3 separate regions of the Hordeum vulgare genome follow, and all the other regions are linked to region 1. A link is a contact called in public Hi-C data. All regions are on one chromosome and are shown on one strand. The core of a region is the stretch at or near the end of the contact, and the rest is flanking DNA. Distances in the headings are between cores, read along the strand shown.

Region 1 (2,866 bases), core at 2-2,501:
CTGGTCTCAAGGTCTCACCAGCTTGGAGATCTCCATGTGGAGGCTCCAGAAATCCTTGGAGGACAAAAGAGCAGCCCAAGCGCGGTAGATGGACCAGAAGCGGAGAATGAATTTGACATGGAACCGAAGTAGCACCTCCAACATCATTTCATCAGGAAGCAACAATGTACAAAAAGATAGTAGAAGGGCCTTCTTCCTCTTGTTGTTGTTGCTTGGGCACACCCGATCTGCTATGATGGTGGCAGCCTCGCCACTCTTCCTTTTGCTGCTATCCATCATCATCAGGTCTGTCATCCAGATGACAGCTGCGGCCAATTAACCGGCGATTGTAAAATACAGCAAGATGATCTGCATTGAGATCAACGCACATGGATAAGATAATCTGGGTGAACCTTAGTATTGTGAACCTTGATGCATACTCTCTGCATAAATTTGAAAAGATTTGGATCCGAGGTAACCTAATTTTATGCTTGAATAGTGAACTTGCTGCTGTCAGAAGTACTTATTAGCTGAGATAAATAAAGACCAAAACACATGGCACCTTTGGACAGTCATATTTCGATTTGAAACGAACGGCAAGGTCAACCCAATTAATTTCCGACTTTTACTGGCTGCCGTTAGAAGTAGTGGTACTACTACTAAATTAGTGTGGGTAGTGAAGAGTTGTCAAAATAATTATAGCACAAGGAAAAACGATCGACGACGTAACGAGATCTGGTTAGACACCCGCAAAATAGAAGAACGAGATCTGGTTAACAGAGAAAAGAAACGACGCAGGAAAAAAACAAATCCGTGGAGAGGGGCAAGCTATCGCATCCTTACCAAAAGCTCGCTCCAACGGAATCCATCCGCCTGCGACGAACAGGGGCAGCGAACGCGGATGGCCGACGAACGCGAACGGCGGCGAACAGCTGATGGTGGCGCGTACTCCTTACAGCCAGCCGCGCCTGCCTCCGCGAGCGCAGCGCCGAGCCTCCCGCGAGCATAGCGACTCCTCTAGCCATTTCCCGCGTCCCTTGGACGCTCCGTGCAGCCGTCGCCTCTCGTCTATGGATAAGAAGACGCCGTAGGAAGGGGTGAATTTGTAAAAGCTAAATGTTTTTCCCACTAATTGGAGGACTGCGGGTTGAATTGTGATAAACAGAGGAATTGTTTTGAAAAAACGTCAAGCCACTTTATTATTAAGAAGAGATAAATAGATATATATATAGCTGTAAAATAAATACCTGTGTACAAAATTACACCGATTCCAAGCGGGCATCAGCCTTTTGTCGTGACTCTGGCGGGGGAAGCTGGCCTTGTCTTCTTCTTTTCCGGTGGCAGCCAGGGCAGTGAAGGAGGGGTATCTCTTGGCTCCTATTTGAGGCGGCTTTGCTCGGTTCTGATCTACCGCACCAGCCACCAGGGGACTGCCGCTTTTTGGGCTTCTCCATCTTCATCTCCTCTTCTTGGTTGGTGTTCTCGAGAGGTAGGCGAGATTTTTCATCTAAATAATCCCAGCTTGTGGTGGCTGGTTCGTTTATCTTGAGCTGGTTTCCGCGCTAGCAGCTGCGGGGATCCTCGGTGGAGAGAAGAAGATGTCGGGCGCCGCACTGGTCGCGATTGCGGCTTCCATCGGCAATCTGCTGCAGGGGTGGGACAATGCCACAATTGCTGGTATGCTCTAGCCAGATTTGTTTTACTACTTTGTTAGATCGCTCCGGTGAATTTGGGGGTTCTAGTAGTTTTGGGAGCTTCCTTTAGAGTTTATAGACCAGATGCTGTTCAGTGCTACTGCTAGTCTTTTTGGAACAAAAGACGGGAGTAATTTCCCTTGAGCAAACTGCCTTATTTTTACTTGGACCCTAAAAGCAGCACCGTACCAACGAAGATAATAATAATTGTCAAGACAAGTTTCGATTTTGAACACTTCCTTGATTATCCCTCATCTGTAAACTTGCCGTCCTTTACTTTTACTCGAGACACAGATTAACAGAGCACGCTTTTTGTCTCCAGGTGCTGTCCTGTACATCAAGAAGGAATTCCAACTCGAAAATGATCCGACCGTGGAGGGGCTCATCGTGGCCATGTCGCTCATCGGCGCAACCATCATCACCACGTTCTCCGGACCGGTATCAGACTGGGTTGGCCGGCGCCCTATGCTGATTCTCTCTTCAATTCTCTACTTCCTCAGCGGCCTAATCATGCTATGGTCACCCAATGTCTATGTACTGCTTCTGGCACGCCTTGTCGATGGCTTCGGTATCGGCTTGGCTGTCACGCTGGTGCCTTTGTACATCTCAGAGACGGCTCCCTCGGAGATCAGGGGACGGCTCAACACGCTTCCACAGTTCAGCGGGTCAGGAGGGATGTTCTTGTCATACTGCATGGTGTTCGGGATGTCACTCTTGCCATCACCTGATTGGAGAATTATGCTTGGTGTTCTCTCCGTTCCTTCATTGTTTTTCTTCGGCTTGACAGTATTTTACCTGCCAGAATCTCCGAGATGGCTTGTCAGCAAGGGCCGAATGGCAGAGGCCAAGAAGGTGCTGCAAAGATTACGGGGAAGGGAGGATGTCTCAGGTCTGTTTTTTTCACTGAAAACCCCAGATTCATTTCACCTGGTTTGCTACAGACCCCTTCTTTAAATTCATCCCTGATAGTGGATTGCAATTAGTTACTTAAGTGATATGCACTAGTGTTAATTGTTACTATATTTGAGTTGCACAAGTCTTTTAACAAAATATTTTGTTTTATTTGTACAATATGTTTGTCCTTGATCATAAATGTGACCAAAGAGTAAGAAGTTTTCATTCTTGTTAATATTAAATCCATGCTGGTACTTTGCACACCACATAGCGTCAAAGTAGTAGTAGTAGTAATTTAG
Region 2 (3,056 bases), core at 350-2,849, 560 kb after region 1:
AACGCAATAAGCAAGATGACATAATTTAGACAAAGAAGGAGCAATCAATATGATCAAACCCCATCATTTTGTCCTTAGTGGCAATAACATAAATACCTGTCCTTATCCTTTCTGTCACTTGCTATAATCACCGTAAGGTTGAAGCCACTACAAAGCACCTCCCCACTGAAGATAAATCAATCAAACTTGGTGAAAGTAGATCAATAGATCGAAGAGAAATAAAAAGCTATACAATTACACAAATAGACAATGAATAATCTTACAATAAACCCATAATTCATCTGATCCCAACAAACACATTGCAAAAGATTACATCCATAAATCTTAGAAAAGATTATTGTATTGAAGATCAACAGAGAGAGAAAGTCATCTAGCTACTGTTATGGACCCGTAGATCCTGTAGGAAGTACTCACACATCATCATGGAGGCAACAAAGTTGATGAAGATGGCCTCCCCAATGATTTCCCCTCAGACATAATACCGAAAAAGGCTTGAGATGAGATCGCGGCGGAACAGAGGCTTGCGACAGCGATAATTTTTTTCGGATTTCGCTCTCGGGGTTTCGAAATATTGTGGAATTTATAGGGTGAGAATTAGTGCAACCAGAGCCACGAGGGTCCATAAGCCTAGGAGGCGGGACGCCCCCTAGGACGCGCCAACGTGGCTAGTGGGCTCCTCATGAGTTTTATTATCCTTCCTCAAACCTTCTAAGATCTCTTATGTTCCAGAAAAATTCATCAAAAGGTTTCATCATGTTTGGACTTCGGTAGGTATGATTTTTTTGCGAACCATCAAACACACACAAAATAGGAACTCATACCGGATACTAAATTAATATCTTAGTCTATAAAAATAATATAAAATGATATATAAAATATGCAAAATAATAATATAATAGCATTTAATAATTTAATATTATAAATACGTTGTAGACGTATCAGAGGCTATCGAGATTACAGTTCGATGACTATAGATTAAGAATAGCTACCCCTAGCCCCCACCTTATATAGATGATGATGGGGGTTAGGGTTTCACCAGAGATCGATATGATCCAACTCGCCACCATCTTGGCTTGCTCGCCAAGAGGAATTCCTGCCGCCTATCCGAGCTCCGAGGACCCCTCATGTGGTTAGGTCTTCGTCTATTTTCATGGGCCTTGAGATTGTCCTGCTGCCGCGTTTTCTATCAAATAACCATCATACTTTAATCTTTATTATATGAATGAGACACGAATTATCGTTAAAACTAGTAATATTAAAAATATGTTATTGATCCCTGCTTCTTTTTTAGGTTTTGAAATTTGATGAATAACGCGTAGCTTCCATCATTTATGAGACGTGTATGATGGTTTTGTAAATCTTAAAATATTGTGTCCTTAAAAAAAAACTTTGTGTTCGTCTCGGTTAGCATCCCTGGTGCATTTTTTAGAGAAAGCCCTCATACCGTCATACGACGAACCGAAGCCACCACCGCTAAGGCGATGCGTCAGCCGATCCTCATCGCAAAATAATACAGAGAGAAAATGCCCCGAGAAAACACAAGTAATTAACGGGAGGAGAGGAAGCGAGATAAGAGTCGTCGCAGCGAAGGAGAGAGAAACAAAGGTGGTAGATGTGAGCCACCCTCTTTGTATCCCTCGCCAACTTCTCCTACCAACTTTTCCTCTCCCCTCGTCTCGCGGCCGCTGCCGCTGCCGCCTTGGCCTTGGGCCGCCTTTTCCTACTGCCGCCGCCGGCCGGGCGAAGCCGCCGGTACGTACTCGCCGTTCTTGCCAGCCCCTATTGGACGTCGCGCCGCATTGGTTCTGGTCGCCGTCATGGTTATTGAATTACAGGACTCGTATGTAGTATTGGCTGCCTTTCTTGTTTCCGTGAATTCCGCGCCTGTTCTTGGCTGTGACGATGCTTGTTTGCTTGCTCCACAGTCTTATCTTGTGAGTTCTTTCTGGTTGAGTTCTTCTGCGTTTGGATTGGAAGGTGGCGGTGGTTGGGGACTGGTGGGGGCAGACTTGTAGAAAATTCTTGTGTCCTTGAGGGGTTCTTTGGATTTGTCGATTGGGTTGTTGGGTGGTTGGGCGAGGCTTCTCGCGTCCTGTGTTTGCGATTTATTTATTTATGATGTTTTCTCCGTTCGGTTCATGGCACTGGATGTAATCGGGAATCGTGGCATGAAGATTTGGTAGAATTACATCGATTGGTATTATGATAATTGTGACTAAAACATTGTTTTGATTGGCAAGTGTTGTCTGTTCTTGATTTGACGGTAGATTCTGTAATTATCTGTAACCGAACCTGTATTTGGAGTTGCATTGCAGGCTGGCTATATGTGATGACTTTTTTAGACTTCACCGTTAGGAAATTATATAATTCTGAAATGTCCGATGTGTAGCAGGATTCTGTAGGCCCTGGAGTCTAGTGTGTTTGGTCAGTTGTGGTAACTACTCCCTCTGTTCCTAAATATAAGACCTTCTAGAGATTTCAAAATGGACTAGTTACGGATGTATATAGATTTATTTTAGAGTATACATTCACTCATTTTGCTCCGTATGCCATAGTGGAATCTCTAAAAGGTCTTATATTTAGGAACGGAGAGAGTGGTAGCAATGACTAGTACAACACCTTAGGGCAACTCCAACGCGGATCACCAAATCTCTCCCAAATGTCCGATCAGATGGTCTGGACACTTTTGGGTGTCCATCCAATGAGTGGTCACCAAATTTGCCGGGACTGGTCTGGACGTCTGAAATACTGCAGAACGGCACCAAACCGGGGGAAGTTTTGGCGAGTCCCAACATCTGCCACGTCGGATTCCGATGCCCGCCCCCCACCCCCCCCTTCTCCGCGTCGTCTTGAGAACCACCCGCGCATTCAGAGCAGACATGACCGTCCGGCTGCCCGCATTCATGCCGGCTGACAGGCCGTCCGCCTACCCGGCATTCACAGGGATGAGCCCGAGAAGCCTACTCAGGCACTGCGCATTCAACCCGGCACTCTGCCTGCCTCGGCTATTTAAGCCATCCTGCCATGGCCCAAAACCCTACCCCTTCGAGCCCTTC
Region 3 (2,757 bases), core at 226-2,725, 580 kb before region 1:
CACCATCCTCGTCCTTATCTTCCTCGTAGTGTTGACCATTCGAATTCGACCTTCCTCTTTCCTTCTCCCTCTCCCTTCCACGACCCGGATACCCCACTCTGTACTCCTCATACTTCCTCTTCCATCTCCCATTGTAGCTACCACCATTGCTGTAATCATCTCTATTAGTACAACAACCAGTAATGTTACTGTTCCAGCTAGGACGGGTGCCAGGGTTATTGCTATATACATCATCGTACCTCCTCCAGTCATAGAATGCGGGGGATTGCTGCCGCGGTTGAGGCAGGGGAGGAACAGTCCACGGGTCACCGCCGCCGCGTTGTAGGGAGGACGGCGGGAGCACGCCCGTGGATACCAGGTACTCGGCCGCGAGGCGGCCGGCCTCCATGAGCACCTCGTATCTGCGATGCGGCGGCGCGAGAAGCGGGGGGCGAGGAGGAATTTGAGGAGCGTACAGCTGCTTGTGGCCGCCAGGGTACACGGCGCCACTGCCTCGGCCAAACGGCGGTGGAGGAGGCGGCGGCAGGCGGCTGCGGTGGTGGTACTGCATAGCGACTGTTCACACCTTTGACACCTTGCACCGCGGCCGCGGAATCCACGACAATTCACCAAAAATCTGAAGCGAAGAGGAAGAAGAAAAAAGGACAAAGATTACGATTCTGTAAATTCCCTTGAGGCGAGGAATCGGAAACCCTAGGTAAAAGTGTTGAGCAAACTTACAAATCGGAATTAAAATGTCGATCGAGCCATCGGACTCGGAATCCACGGATTTGGGGACAGCACTAATACAGTTCTTGTTTATATCAACTCGTATGATCGAAGCCAAGAGGGAAGAAACCACAACAAATTGCAAGAATTATACTCCGGTGCTGCTGTTTCCGTTCGCGAATCTGATTTCTACGGCGAAGAATTCGTCGATTTTAATGGGAAAGCGGAAAAGGAGTAGATTAATGGGTGCTGCTTTTGGTTGGTCGGACTGTAATAGTTTCGGATGCGGGCGTGAATGCGCGCGTGGATTTGATGGCTCTATCTGCTGACAGTTGTGCGCGAGGTTTTCCGTTTGGCTTCTTTGGTATAGCCATGACAGATGGCCCCGGAGCTTGTGGGGCTACTCGATAGTCACTTGTGGTTGCACACGGCATTGTTTTTTTTAAGGGCAAAGCAGTTACATCAACACAAGTTATGTGGCCGTTCAAGGAGAAGACACACCATTTGCCACGATAGCGCGACGCGCAACCAAGTCAGCAGGAGGTACCTGGGGCCGGAGTGGGCCACTGTCGCCAACGTCTCATCTCGTACCGCTTAACCAGAAAGCGCATAGGGGAAGGAGTCATCCAGAGGATCAACGAAAAGAATGACACGGTTTTTCCTCAACCACTAATGTCTCCTACCTTTCCCCTTTTTCCCTTTCGGAGATCTCGATCCATTCTTGTAATTTGAAAGCACATATGATCCGTTTGTGGTTTTCGATAATTCATGACAACATACATTGTCTTTTGAAATAATATTTTTACCTAGTATATTTCATGTATAGTCTACAAAAATATTGACCAAAGGATTGTGAGGAGAATCCCCTTGATGCAAGGAAAAGAATAGGATTGGCTCAAACTTCAAGCAAGAAGACTCTACATTTTACATTTGTGAGAAATCACTTTTGAGTCCATAGGAAAGCCAATACTGTTAAAAAGGGATGAGGTATTATGATGAATTGGTTGCTCAAGTGTTTAGAGATAGCCACCACTAAAATTCACTCATTCTCCCACAAAATATCTCTGTCCAAAGCTAAACCAGCAAAATTGGTGCCACCAACTTTTTCCACTCGGCCCTACCGATTTCCCGTCACACAGATCCGCTGTCAAATCTTACCATCTCGGTACCACCAACTTTCATATCGGTGCCACCAAGTTTCATATCGGTGCCACCGAGATCAGTGACCAACTTTCTATTGAGCTAATTACAAGAATCGAAATTTTCGAGATTGGATTCGGTCTCACCGAGATTTGGAAACTGCTCTAGGGCATCCTATTGGTACCACCGAGATTTATATGTTGGTATCACCAAAAATTCAAAAGTTTCCACATTTAATGCAACTCGGTACCATCGAGATTCATTTCGGTGTCACCGAGTTGGGCAATAATGTTGTAACAGTTGGATTTTGGGGATGCCTATATATACCCCTCCACCTCCTCTCATTCGCAGAGGAAGCACTCATAACACACTTACACTTGCGATATCCATTTTTCTAACAGAGAGCCACCTACTCATGTGTTGAGATCAAGAGAATCCAATCCAACCATTTGAACCTTGATCTCTAGCCTCCCCAAGTTGCTTTCCATAATCAATCTCTCCTACCCATGCCAAATCTGTGAGAGAGTGTTTGAGTGTTGAGGAGACTATCTTTTGAAGCACAAGAGCAAGGAGTTGATCGCTCTACCACATCTATTACCTTTTGGAGGGTGGTGCCTCCTAGATTGGTTAGGTGTCGCTTGGGAGCCTCCTACTTCGTGTTGTGGAGTTGAACCAAGAAGTTTGTACGGGCAAGGAGATCGCATACTTCATGAATATCTACCGTGAGTGAGGCTAGTCATGTATGGACGTAAGCCATGGTGGAATAGACAAGGCCGCTTCTTCATGGACCCTTTGTGGGTGGAACCCTCTGTGGACTCTCACAGCCATTACACTCTGTGGGTTGAAGTCTTCACTAACGTGGACGTACGATAACACCACCTATCGGAACCACGCCAAAAATTGTCGTGT

Evidence for each region. A called contact is a pair of places that touch in the nucleus more often than the background predicts.
Region 2: a Hi-C map of leaf shows a contact between it and region 1, with 7 times the contacts expected there. The contact joins the promoter of LOC123401011 here to the promoter of LOC123401839 in region 1. A contact is called at or near these places in 5 of 6 Hi-C or Micro-C datasets (leaf, seedling and an unstated tissue) and 1 of 1 datasets of contacts at active chromatin or transcription factors (embryo).
Region 3: a Hi-C map of leaf shows a contact between it and region 1, with 4 times the contacts expected there. The contact joins the promoter of LOC123401384 here to the promoter of LOC123401839 in region 1. A contact is called at or near these places in 3 of 6 Hi-C or Micro-C datasets (leaf and seedling) and 1 of 1 datasets of contacts at active chromatin or transcription factors (embryo).

The regions. Positions count from the first base shown.
Region 1 is chr6H:230,960,015-230,962,880 of MorexV3_pseudomolecules_assembly, forward strand. It overlaps LOC123401839 (monosaccharide-sensing protein 2-like), which reads left to right and starts at 1,252. Exons shown (of 6, transcript XM_045095693.1): 1 at 1,252-1,468; 2 at 1,549-1,656; 3 at 1,996-2,562. The coding sequence starts at 1,578. It overlaps LOC123405331, which reads right to left and starts at 1,004. Exons shown (of 3, transcript XM_045099060.1): 1 at 929-1,004; 2 at 19-305. The coding sequence starts at 1,004.
Region 2 is chr6H:231,521,753-231,524,808 of MorexV3_pseudomolecules_assembly, forward strand. It overlaps LOC123401011 (ethylene-responsive transcription factor-like protein At4g13040), which reads left to right and starts at 1,600. Exons shown (of 7, transcript XM_045094728.1): 1 at 1,600-1,752.
Region 3 is chr6H:230,380,217-230,382,973 of MorexV3_pseudomolecules_assembly, forward strand. It overlaps LOC123401384, which reads right to left and starts at 1,476. Exons shown (of 6, transcript XM_045095172.1): 1 at 721-1,476; 2 at 240-616; 3 at 1-149. The coding sequence starts at 550.